Regions from separate parts of the Pan troglodytes genome. Here all the other regions are linked to region 1. Evidence: chromatin contacts called from public Hi-C data. All regions are on one chromosome and are shown on one strand. Each heading gives the region's core, a stretch centred on a gene start, on an enhancer-like site or on the middle of the called end of the contact. The rest is flanking DNA. Distances are from core to core; before and after follow the strand shown.

What was found. Hi-C and Micro-C count contacts between places; a contact is called where the count stands out from the background.
Region 2: a Hi-C map of stem cell-derived neural progenitor cells shows a contact between it and region 1, with 1.8 times the contacts expected there. The contact joins the promoter of DIO3 here to the enhancer-like site in region 1. A contact is called at or near these places in 1 of 7 Hi-C or Micro-C datasets (stem cell-derived neural progenitor cells) and 1 of 1 datasets of contacts at active chromatin or transcription factors (stem cell-derived excitatory neurons).
Region 3: a contact with region 1 is called in a Hi-C map of stem cell-derived neural progenitor cells, with 5 times the contacts expected there. The contact joins the promoter of RTL1 here to the enhancer-like site in region 1. A contact is called at or near these places in 3 of 7 Hi-C or Micro-C datasets (induced pluripotent stem cells and stem cell-derived neural progenitor cells).

Annotation. Positions count from the first base shown.
Region 1 is chr15:99,246,656-99,250,194 of NHGRI_mPanTro3-v2.0_pri, forward strand. No RefSeq gene overlaps it. Among named protein-coding and RNA genes, the nearest start is that of MIR656, 170 kb to the left of the region's middle. Within about 2 kb of position 1,831, at least 4 of the 24 cell types and tissues checked have an H3K27ac peak or open chromatin away from gene starts, as enhancers often do. A contact at or near this core is called in induced pluripotent stem cells and stem cell-derived neural progenitor cells, where this site is marked.
Region 2 is chr15:99,574,805-99,578,640 of NHGRI_mPanTro3-v2.0_pri, forward strand. DIO3 (iodothyronine deiodinase 3) reads left to right here and starts at 1,683. Exons shown (of 1, transcript XM_003314506.5): 1 at 1,683-3,836. The coding sequence starts at 2,054. The coding sequence ends at 2,968. MIR1247 (microRNA mir-1247) reads right to left here and starts at 979; the gene lies at 845-979. LOC129137012 (a long non-coding RNA gene) reads right to left here and starts at 1,064. Exons shown (of 3, transcript XR_008539161.2): 1 at 809-1,064; 2 at 357-582.
Region 3 is chr15:98,910,341-98,913,973 of NHGRI_mPanTro3-v2.0_pri, forward strand. It overlaps RTL1 (retrotransposon Gag like 1), which reads right to left and starts at 1,583. Exons shown (of 3, transcript XM_520846.8): 1 at 982-1,583. All of the region lies in intron 2 of LOC104002164 (a long non-coding RNA gene), which reads left to right.

The DNA.
Region 1 (3,539 bases), core at 581-3,080:
CCCAGAGCCCCACGGCCCCACAGCCACAGCCCACAGCCACGGCCCACAGCCACGGCCCACAGCCACAGCTCACAGCCCCACGGCCCCACAGCCCCAGAGCCCCACAGCCCCAGAGCCCCATGGCCCCACGGCCCCACGGCCCCAGAGCCCCACAGCCCCACGGCCCCAGAGCCCCACAGCCCCACGGTCCCACAGCCCCACAGCCCCACAGCCACAGCCCACAGCCATGGCCCACAGCCACAGCCCACAGCCCCACGGCCCCACAGCCCCAGAGCCCCACGGCCCCACGGCCCCAGAGCCCCACGGCCCCACGGCCCCAGAGCCCCACAGCCCCACGGCCCCAGAGCCCCACAGCCCCACAGCCCCAGAGCCCCACGGCCCCACGGCCCCACCACACACCCTGCCTGCTTCAGATGTACCCTCTGCTGTGGCCTCCCACGTCCCCCTCTTTGAGGTGAGGGAGTCGGGTGGCCCTCCTTCACCGCACCAGCAGAAAACCCAACAAGGAAAGCGCAGCCAAGGGCTCTGCGCCCACAGCCAAGGGCTCTGTGTCCAGGGGGTAGGAGAGACGGTCCCCTGGGGGAGCAGAGTAGGGAGGTCTCGAGGAGCCATGACCTTTCAGGCAGACATGGCACTTAGGGGTGAGGAAATGCTTGTTTGCAGAGAGAGGAAGGGAGTGGGAGCTGGGGGCTGTGTTGTTTTCATATTCACAGAGCCAGATGAAAATAGGGTGGCCTAGAGTCGGTGGGGGAGGGACTTCAGGGCATCGGTTCTCATCGCCCACCCGACAGGGGTGGGCTCGCCAAGGTCCCTGAGGGGAGCAGCTCCCCCTGCATTCGGACAGCTGTGAAAAGACACTCCTGACTTGCCTGTGACCCTGCGCAAGCCACTCCCTGTGCTGGGGGCCCAGGTTTCCCTTTGTAAGACAGAGGGAGGATGGCAGCTGCAAGAAGACAGCTAAGGACAATGGCGGAAGAGAGAGGGAAGCGGGGGAGCAGCGGGGGTGGGGGGCCTTTCTCAGACTCCAGCCTAGTGAGGAGTCCCTGCGCAGAAGAGGACACGACCACCCGGTGCAATCACGCCGCGCAGTGGGGCTGCGGGAGAGCAGAGAATCCCCCTCTAGGGCGGGCTTCTAAGGGCCGCGGGGTCCAGCCTCGCAGAGGACACGGCCCAGCTGGGGTACAAAGTCAGAGGGAGGGCAGTGAGCCCAGGGACCCGGGGGTCTGCTTGGCAGCAGAAGGGGCTTCTGAGGAAGGCCCAGCCTGGCGGTGGGGATCTAACAGGGGCTCACCCTGCTTCAAGCAGCAGGGTCTGAGCCCAGGTCCCAGCTGGGCTGCCGGCAAGGGAGAAACAAATGGAAAATTCAAGGTCCCTGCATTCCGAGAGGGCATTTGGTACCTCTGCCACCCTCCTGGGCCTGTGTGTGTGCCGTATGTGCAAAATAGGGTGCGTGTGTGTGGGAACACGTCTCTGTGGGTTGTGTGTGACTTATAAACGCGTGTGAGTGCACGTCTGTGTACATGTGTGAGTATGACTGTCTCTGCGTGTACATGTACATGTGTTTGCGTGTGTGCACTTGAGTGTGGATGTTTATGAGCGTGTACGTGTGTTCATGTGTGTGCTTACGTGTGTGTGTGTGCGTGATTGTGTATGGCCAGGGCTGTGATCACGGACATCAGGGAAAAGCTCAGTACCCAAGCAGGGCCTTGGTCCCCAAACCGCCTCAGGCAGGAGAGGCGGGGGTGCCTGCCGGGGCCCCTCACCACCCTGGGCCGCTTCCTCCTGGGCAGGGCCCGCTGGGCAGGGAGCTCCAGTGGATCCCTGCCAGGTCTCCTGGCTCGCACTGCCCCCCAGTGGCCATCCTCAGTGCCCAAGGGCCTGGGGCTGGAGTGGACAGCGAACCACAGATAGGGCCCCGGAAGGACCAAGGCCATGGGTCCCCTCCGTGCGGGGGCTCTGTCCTCCAGCCCCCCTCCAAGAAAACGGCAGATTTTCTGACCTAAGACCTCCAGACCCACCAGGATGGTGCCTGTCCCTTCCAGGTGGGCCACCTCACCCAGGCTTCTGGAGGGAAGAACCAGCCCCTTTTGACTAAACCAACTGCCAGGGATCTTAAAGAGGAAGGACCAGCCCATCTGATGCGCCCACCCGGAGATGCCTCCTGCCTGCCACCAGCTCCTGGTGGCCTCTGCCAGGTCACCCCTTGGTTCCAGACCTCAGCTGCAGCATCTGGGTTGGCAGGGCTGAGGACCCTCGCAATCAGACGTCTCGTGAGTTTTGGACTTTAAGACCTGATCAGCAGGGTCTGGGAGCTGCCCTGAATGTACCCTCAGAACCCCCTACAGAGGGGATCCTCAAAGCTTCTGCAGGATTGAGCTGCGTGTCCTGCTGCTGGAGCCAGCCACCCGGGCTTTCCCGTTCTTGGGAGGAAAGGAAAGAGAAGAACGAGTCCTTTCTGGGCCAATGAGGACTCAGGCCAGGAAAGCGAGGGGCTGGGCCAATACCCATCCCCCTGTCCCTGCCAGACGCATTTTCAAGAGTTTCTATTTTGGTCAAGAGAGTGGGCCTGGGAGAGAAAAGTGCTTGTGAGCGGAAGTCACAGAGGTCCTCTCAGGGCCATGGTGATGGGTGGGGGGCCCTCAGGAGGTCGGGCAGGGCTGTCCTCCCACCACAGAATCCCCCCAAACGGCAGCCTCATAGCACTGTCAGAACTCGTCTTCCTTACACAATTTCCGGATGAAATATCTGAAAAAAAAGAAAAAAAATGCCCAGTTACATTGGAATGTCTGACAAAGATGCAACATTTGAGATACGCTTATATGAAGACGTTATTTATTGTTGGTCTGAAATTCCAATGTAACAGAGTGTTCTGTGTTTTTATTTGCTGAGCCTGACAACAACAGCACTGTCTCTCCTCCAGGTTCCCGGTGGATTTTCTCTTTCCCAGGCACGGGGCTGTGCCTTGCTCCCCTGAGGGACGCCCATCTCAGGTGATGGGGTCTGTCCATCTCGGGCTGCCTCTGCCCAGCTCCCCACTTCAGATGGACTCTAGCAGCTGGGCTTGCACAGCCCACTGCCCGGGGTCCCGCAGATGAAAACACCCCTCTGGGGTTGTTAACTCAAAAGAATGTGCCTATCGGCTCAAAGTTCAGCTGCAGTCGCATTCATGGCCTCCGTCTACTGGACGGCCTCCCAGGGTCCTGGCACACATGCCAGGCCCACCTTCCCTCATTCAGGTGCCTCTGAGGGCCCGTTACCAGCAGGGCAGGAGGAAGTTGTGGAGTGTGCCAGATCCTTGCCTGCCTCCATCGCTGATGGTGGACCTTATCTTCTGCCTTTGTCCTCAGGCCCTCCCAGGGTGCATCCCAAAGGCATTGGTCTCAGCCCAGGCAGGTAAGCAGTGGATGTGTGACCTGTCACTGAATTCTGCAGCTCCTTCCCACTGCTGGTGGTAGGTGAGTGCCAGGCCCTGAGGACTTGATGCTGGTCTTGGGGGCTGCGGACTCAGCATGGGGTCCCCAAGAAGGGGTCCGAGGCCC
Region 2 (3,836 bases), core at 433-2,932, 330 kb after region 1:
TGGCTTCCCTTTGGTAGTAAGTTCCTGGGGTGTGCGCCCCTGCCCCAGACAGCAGAGAAATCGCCTGACTGGGAGATGGAGAAGAGGGGCCACCTTCTCATGCCACCCCGCCGCCAATCCTCCAGGCACACTCGGGCGCTTGACCTGCTGAAGCCTGGAGCCTCAGGTCCAGTGAGGAGCTCACGGGACAGAGGGCCCTACCAGAGCCACGAAAACCGGAGGGGGGGACCTCCGCCCAAGGCAGGCGTCTCTGCGCGCCCGCTGGGGCCCTGGTCCTGCAGTTGGCTTCTCCCGACACGTTCCTTCGCTGCCGAAAGCGATTCGCCCGCGCTCTATCGAGCCCAGCCAGCTCCTACCTCGGCCCGGGCGGCGAGCGCTGTCTCCGTCCCGAGAAGAAGTTTCGCGGCTGGTCCCGGGGCGGCAGGCGCACGGGACGCTGGCGGCAGCGGCGGCTTCGGACTTGGGCTCAGACCCCGCCGCTCCAGACAAGTCCCCGCGACTGCGACAGTGTCTCGGGCAGTTCAGCTCCCCAGACGGGAGACAGACCCTCGCGACCTGGTTCAGTCCTTGCCCTGGGGGACACTGCAGTCCAAGGCGAAAGGAGACTTGCTCCCGGCCTCTGGGTCCCTAGGTCAAGGCACCTCCCCGCCCCGCCGCCCCTGAGCCCAAGTCGCCAACCCCGCGCCGCGCGCAGCGAGGGATCAGAAGGTCTCGGACGCCGCGGCAGGGCCGGCCAGGGCCCCACGAGTTAGGGAGTTGCCCCGCACCCCTAAACGCTCAGCACCCATTTACGGTTGAAAGTACGCACTTGACGCGTCCGGGCGCCTCCGCGGTGAGTCGCGCCGCCGCTCTCGGGGTCCGCGAAGGTGGCTCAGTTCGGGCGCTCCAGTCTCGACGTTCCCGGGGTAGAGAGCAACGTCCGGGGACGAACGGGACGGGTGCGCCCAGCGGCCGGGGCTGCGCTGGGCGAGGCAAGCGGCGAGAGGGGAGCGCTCCGGCGTTCAGGCAACAGCTACCCCTAGTGGGAGAGCCGCCCGGGGCCGGCGCCGCCCCGCGCCCGCTGCCCCGCGCCCCACGCCCGTGGCGCCCCGCGCCCGGGTCGGCTGGGGGCGCAGGGCCGGCGCCGCTTTCCCCAGCTCTCCGGTCTCCGGCGCCCGGCGGTAACCCGCCCGCGGGCTCTGCCCTCCGCACCTCTCAGCCGGGCCCCGGCGGCCGCTGACCCAGGAACCGCGGCGCCCCGCTGGAACGAGATGGGACGGGGCGGGCGCGGCCAGGGCGGCGCGGGCTGGGGCGGCGCGCGGCAGCCTCGGGCAGCGGCGGGGGGCGCGGAGCGCGGTGTGCGTGGCGGGGCGGTGCGGGGGGCGGCCGTGTGCGAGGCGCGAGTGTGAGCGCGCGCGGGAGGCGGGCGGGCGGGCTCCGGCAGGCGAGCGGCGCCCGCGGGCGAGCCAGGAAGGCGGCGGGAACGCAAAGTTGCCTCCTCGCTGGCCCGCGTCCTCGGTGGGGCTGGAGCCGGGGCCACCGAAGCGGCGGCCGCGGACCCGGCCTCCCGCGGCACCTGGGCAGCGGCCCCGCACGAGCGGCAGCGGCGTGGGCGGCGTTGGCGGCGGCGCGCGGGAAGCGAACCGGAGCTCCGGCGCGGCTCGGCGGCCGCCGGGGAGCTCGGCTCAGGTGCGCGGCGAGGGGGGCGCGGGCCGGAGCCAGGCGGCGGGGACCAGGGCGGCGCGCAGCGCTCGCGCCAGCTGGAGGACCTCCCCAGCGGACGCCCAGGTCCCTGGTCGGGCTCCCGGTCCCCAGCGGCAGCGGCTACCGGAGTCCCCCGCCCCCGAGAGCTGGCTGCGGGGCCCGGGCCCGCCCCCACCGGCCCCAGGCCCGGCCGCTCCGCCCTCCGCCCGCCTGCGCCCGCCCTCAGCCCAAGATTTCTAGGGCATTGGCCGCGCTGCTGGGTGATCCCTCCGGGCTCAAGTTGCAAGGGGGCGGGCCGGGTCGGAGGTGGAGTCTCCCGCCAATTGAAGCCTCCGCTATAAATTGAACTCCCTGCACTGCCGAAGCCCAGATGCCTCGCCAGGCCGCGTCGCGGTTGGTGGTCGGAGAGGGCGAGGGGTCCCAGGGGGCTTCGGGGCCTGCAGCCACCATGCTCCGCTCCCTGCTGCTTCACTCCTTGAGGCTCTGCGCCCAGACCGCCTCGTGCCTCGTGCTCTTCCCGCGCTTCCTCGGCACGGCCTTCATGCTCTGGCTTCTCGATTTCTTGTGTATCCGCAAGCATTTCCTGGGCCGCCGCCGCCGGGGGCAGCCCGAGCCCGAAGTGGAGCTCAACAGTGAAGGCGAGGAGGTGCCCCCCGATGACCCGCCCATCTGCGTGTCCGACGACAATCGCCTGTGCACCCTGGCGTCGCTCAAGGCGGTGTGGCATGGCCAGAAGTTGGATTTCTTCAAGCAGGCGCACGAGGGTGGTCCGGCGCCCAACTCCGAGGTGGTTCTGCCCGACGGCTTCCAGAGCCAGCACATCCTCGACTACGCGCAAGGGAACCGCCCGCTGGTTCTCAATTTCGGCAGCTGCACCTGACCACCGTTCATGGCGCGCATGAGCGCCTTCCAGCGCCTGGTCACCAAGTACCAGCGCGACGTCGACTTCCTCATCATCTACATCGAGGAAGCGCACCCCTCCGACGGCTGGGTCACCACGGACTCTCCCTACATCATCCCACAGCACCGGAGCCTGGAGGACCGGGTCAGCGCAGCGAGGGTACTGCAGCAAGGTGCACCCGGCTGTGCTCTGGTCCTCGACACCATGGCCAACTCCAGCAGCTCGGCCTATGGCGCCTACTTCGAGCGTCTCTATGTCATCCAGAGTGGCACTATTATGTACCAGGGCGGCCGTGGCCCCGACGGCTACCAGGTCTCTGAGCTGCGCACTTGGTTGGAACGCTATGATGAGCAACTGCACGGCGCTCGGCCCCGGAGGGTGTAAACATCCAACGGACAATTGACTGAACTTGGTGGGCTGGGCCTTCGAGCCTTCGAAGCCCACGTGCAAGCGCCTCAAACCAAGTCACGCTTGGCGAGGCCCCAGTGACACTGATGTGCTGAGCCACCATTTCAGACTGAGTCTGCACCCTCAGCCACATGAACAATCTCCCCTACCTCCCTGGGACTCTGCTTCTGTAACTGTCTCATTCACACCTGCCTGGCTCACTGGAAATCCTCTTTTGAGCGCGGGATATGGCTTGCCCTTGTCCGTGTGCCCCCAGGACTTTGCCTCTACAGCATTTTCTTACACCCCCTCCCCAGCGTGCCCTCAGCCAAGTGCTTTGGCCCGGTGCTTCCCGCAACTGCACAGAGACCTTGGCCACGCCCGCGCGCCCTGAGCGCAGCTGGGTTCCAGGAGACTCTCAGCTCAGCTGAGCTAGTTGCCTGGCACCCACCTGTCGCGCGCGGAGAGGGGGTTCCCTGTTGCTTTTGTGTCTGTTTCCTGTCCCTGGTAGGGGAAGTGATGTCGGGGATGGGGAGGGGGTGGGCAGGGTAGTTTCCCCCGCTTGTTTTGGGTGCACAGGAGCCCCACTGCTGATGACGAACTATCTCTAACTGGTCTTGACCACGAGCTAGTTCTGAATTGCAGGGGCCTCAAAGCAGCACCTAAACCTTGAGGGGGAGGGTGCTCTGGGTTTCCGTGAGGTAACCACCTTAAATGGGAGGGAAGTTGGGGTGTCTGCTTTGGGACCAGAGGAAGATAGCTTGAGAGGCATTGGCGAGGTTCGCAGCGCCCCAGGGAGAGAGAAAAAGCGGAGACTCCTGGGGAATGACGTTGGGGTGATGGAGTCCGGGGAAAGAGAGGTGGG
Region 3 (3,633 bases), core at 333-2,832, 340 kb before region 1:
GCAATACCCCCACCAATGGTGGGAACAGGATTGGGCGCCTCTACACCTGTCCTAACACCTCTGTCTCTGTTCTTTTAGACCTGGGACAGAGCCCTTTGCCCTGCTGTTCTAAAAGCCCAGGGGAGGGCGTGGTGCTCCCCGCCTGGGGCCAGCTGCTCCATGTCTATCTCTTGAGCGGCTTCTCAGCCCTCTTGGGTTTTCTATGGCCCCTTTTCCAGTTGCTAGGGAGAACACTCTGTATGCAGCCCCCTGCCTTTTCTGCAGGAGCTGCTGGCCTCCTGGCCAGCCCTGGTCAGCCCTGCAGTAGCAGCAGCAGCAGCAGCAGTAGGCAGCCACAGCAGGGCTGGGGGCTCCCGAGCCAGGCAGACCGGCTTGACTCCCTGCTCTCTAGCTGCGAGACAATTCCCTTTACTTTTCAGACTCGGCTTTTCCCCTGTGAAATGGAGATGAGAGTTTCTCCGTCACTGGCTTGAAGTGAGGACTAAATGAGATAAGTGTAGGCTTGCACACATCAGACACTTCATAAATGCTTGTGGAGTAGACGGTGGGACCCAGGGAGGGAGAGAGAGGTATGTAACAAGTGTCGCAAGAGAGAAAACAGCCTGGCCTTTCAAGACCCTGCTCCCAATACAAACGGGAACCTCTCCTGGCAGAGTCCCCTCTGCTGGCTTAATCGCACAAATCAAGTCAGCCGGAGGCAGCCCCCGGCCTGTGGAACTCACAGTAGATGCAGCAGGCAGCATAAATGACATGCAGAGCCCACATCTGCATTTAATAGACCGAGAATTTGCATTGTATATAACAGCACGAGGGGTAAAGCATGAAGGCATAAAGGAACAGTTTTTCCCGGCGGCTTCCTTGAAGGGCCAGCTTAGACAGGGGTCTGGGGAGGAGAAACTCAGCGGGGTCTGGGCATCCCATAGACTATGGGACAGACATCCATCCATGCACTCATTCTCCAAGCCACCACAGTGTACCTACCTTCCCCCGGCCCAGTCCCAAGCGTGAGGCTGGGGATGAAGTGATGCCGGTGGCTTAGTGATGCCGGTGGCTTCCTGTCCTCGAAGCTCAGTCGGTCTGGTGGGGGAAACAAACAGGGAATAAGACACTGGAAATTGAGGTGATCAAGAGGGGGTGCAGGCATGGAGATTTATGGAGCCCCGTCTTGGAGCCAAGTCCCGAACTGGGCTGTCTGCAAAGAACTCACCAGGGCAATAACCCTGCACACTGGTCTCATGAGCCCCATTAGATTGATGAGGAAACTGAGGCACAGAAAGGCAAAGTCCTATACTCACCGTCTCTCAGCTGGTGTGAGGCTGGGCCAGGATGGAACCCCAGACTCTCCGAGGCTCCCCACCACACCCTGCTGCTGAAGGCTGCTCAGCGAGGCTGTGCCGAGTGCTGGGGGGGTGTGGGTGGGCAGGGGACGGATTGATTAGTTATAAGCACCTCCCAGCGGTGCTTGAGATCCCAGCTCCTCTGTGGCCCAATCCGTTTGAAGGGCAGATTCAAAATTAGGTGGTAGCACCTATGGGCAGAGGCTTATGAAAATGGCATTATTAACCTGATGTGGAGAGGGCCCTGCCTGTCTGCAAGTAGATTGCAGATAGAGACGGAGGGGGCTGGGCTTGTTTGTGTGGACAGTGAGTTAGAGAGGACGGAGAACATCCAGGGGCCCTCCAGGGCTTCCGGACGGGGAGAACCAGATCTGGAGGGGTTGGGGCTGGACAAGTGGGAGGGGGAAGAGGGGGCACGTCTTAAGGGTGCCCCGGCACCTCAGGGAAATGCCCCAGGCTGGACTTGGTGGAGGATCTCCAGCCTTGACTCTGACACAGACAGGGACTATGGCCCTCCCCGCACCTCGGTTTCCCATCTGTGAGATAAGAGATGGAAACCAAACGTCATTTCGAGAAAAGCCCCCATTCCCACCACCTTCCTGGCCCCCCCTTCCCCCACCACCACAATCACGTTTGCCAGACACCTGTCTGCTTGTCAGAGCAATATTCAACAGGAGAGTTCCTTCGCTTCCTTCCTGGAGGGAGAAGGGAGAGGTGTGGACGGGGAGAGGGGAGGGGAGAGGTGCCCCCCACTCAGAGAGGCCGCTGAGCAGAGTTCTGCATCGGGTAGGAGTTGGGCCACCGAAGATTTGTGCCAACTCACGGTGCGGTGGAATCAGACAGTCTGAATTCTTCAGACACCAGCCAAGAGTCTGTGGCGCCCCCACGTGCCACAAGGGGGCTGCCTGGGCCACATTTCTGAGCCCGAAAAGTGAGGAGGGGGACAGTCAAGAGGGACCGGCGCTTTTGCTCTGGCAGCGGCGCTTTTAACTGCGACAGATGCGTGCGGCGCAGAGCCGGCCGTGCCGGGGCTGGGGGCTGCTGGGCGGGGGTGGTCGGGGCGGGGGGCGGGGGCTGCAGGTTGCGCCCCTCCCTCACAGACGGCTGCGCTGCAATGCAGCAGGCTGCGGGAGCTGTCCCGGGAGCTGTCCTGTCCGGTGGCCGGCTTTCCAAAGTGGGGAATGAGAGATGAGGGAGGGAGCACTTCCAGGCGCTGCGTGGTGGCCAGGCGCCCAGGAAGCCGAGGGGCCCGAGACTGCAGCGGGGCCAGAAAGAGAAGAGTAGGGGAGGAGGCCGGGAGTGGTGGATGGACCAGGGGGTAGAGGGAGGTGGGTGTGGACCTGGGGTCGGGCGCCAGTCAGCTTGCAGCCTATGAAGGACGGAAAGGAGGGCTACAGAGATAGGGGAAGAGTGGGGCTGAGGATAGCCAGAGCGGCTTGGCACACAGTTTTAGGGTAAAAGCATCAACTCTTATCTTTCCAAAAGAAATAAAAAAGCCAAAAAAAAAAAAAAAAAAAAAGGGCATTTGAAAGCTAGACAGCTGAATCCTTCCCAGCATGACTGAGCCGGTCACTCCAGGGTCTTCCTTCAAAGCGTGTCTAATGGGAGACAGCGTTGTCCCAGTAACCAAATTGGGACCAGAGTCCCAGGGAAGGGCTCATCAGGTGGCCGCTCTGCCTTGAAGAGTGGTACCCTCAGGCCCTTTTCCAGCCAGGGAAGGGCCTGGGGGTCAGGGAGAGAGCTGGAGGGCTCGGGGAGGCAGGGACTGGGAGGGAGAGTGGGGAGAGGAGCGCTGGGGGCTGCAGGAGGGTCTCTGGGCAGCTGGCGGGTGTCTGTTCCGCAACACTCTGCACCCTGGTACATCGTCCTCCGTCCACTCAACGTGGAATGATTCTCTTCCCTCTGGATCCAGCCCCTCTAGTTCCCTTTTCACTTTGAGGCATTTGCCACCTGTGAATCAGTTCCCTGCTACTCCAGAAAATTTCTCTCATACCCCAGGCCCCTCTGTTCTTTTAAATGGCACCCTTCACCCCCAGCCCTTCATCTTCTGCACTGTATTTTCACTTGTTGATTTAAAAATCCCTTTATTATGGGAAATTGCAAACAACACAAAAGTAGAGAAAATAGTACATATTTTTACTGTTTACTCAATTTTCATATTGCCATTAACCGGAAACAGTTGCCATCAAACCCTGGCCCCTCTTGTTTCATCTAAACCCTAAACTGTCCCTCTACTCCCACTGCCCAACCCCTACCCCTGGACTATTTCGAAGCAAATTTCAGACACCATCCTGTT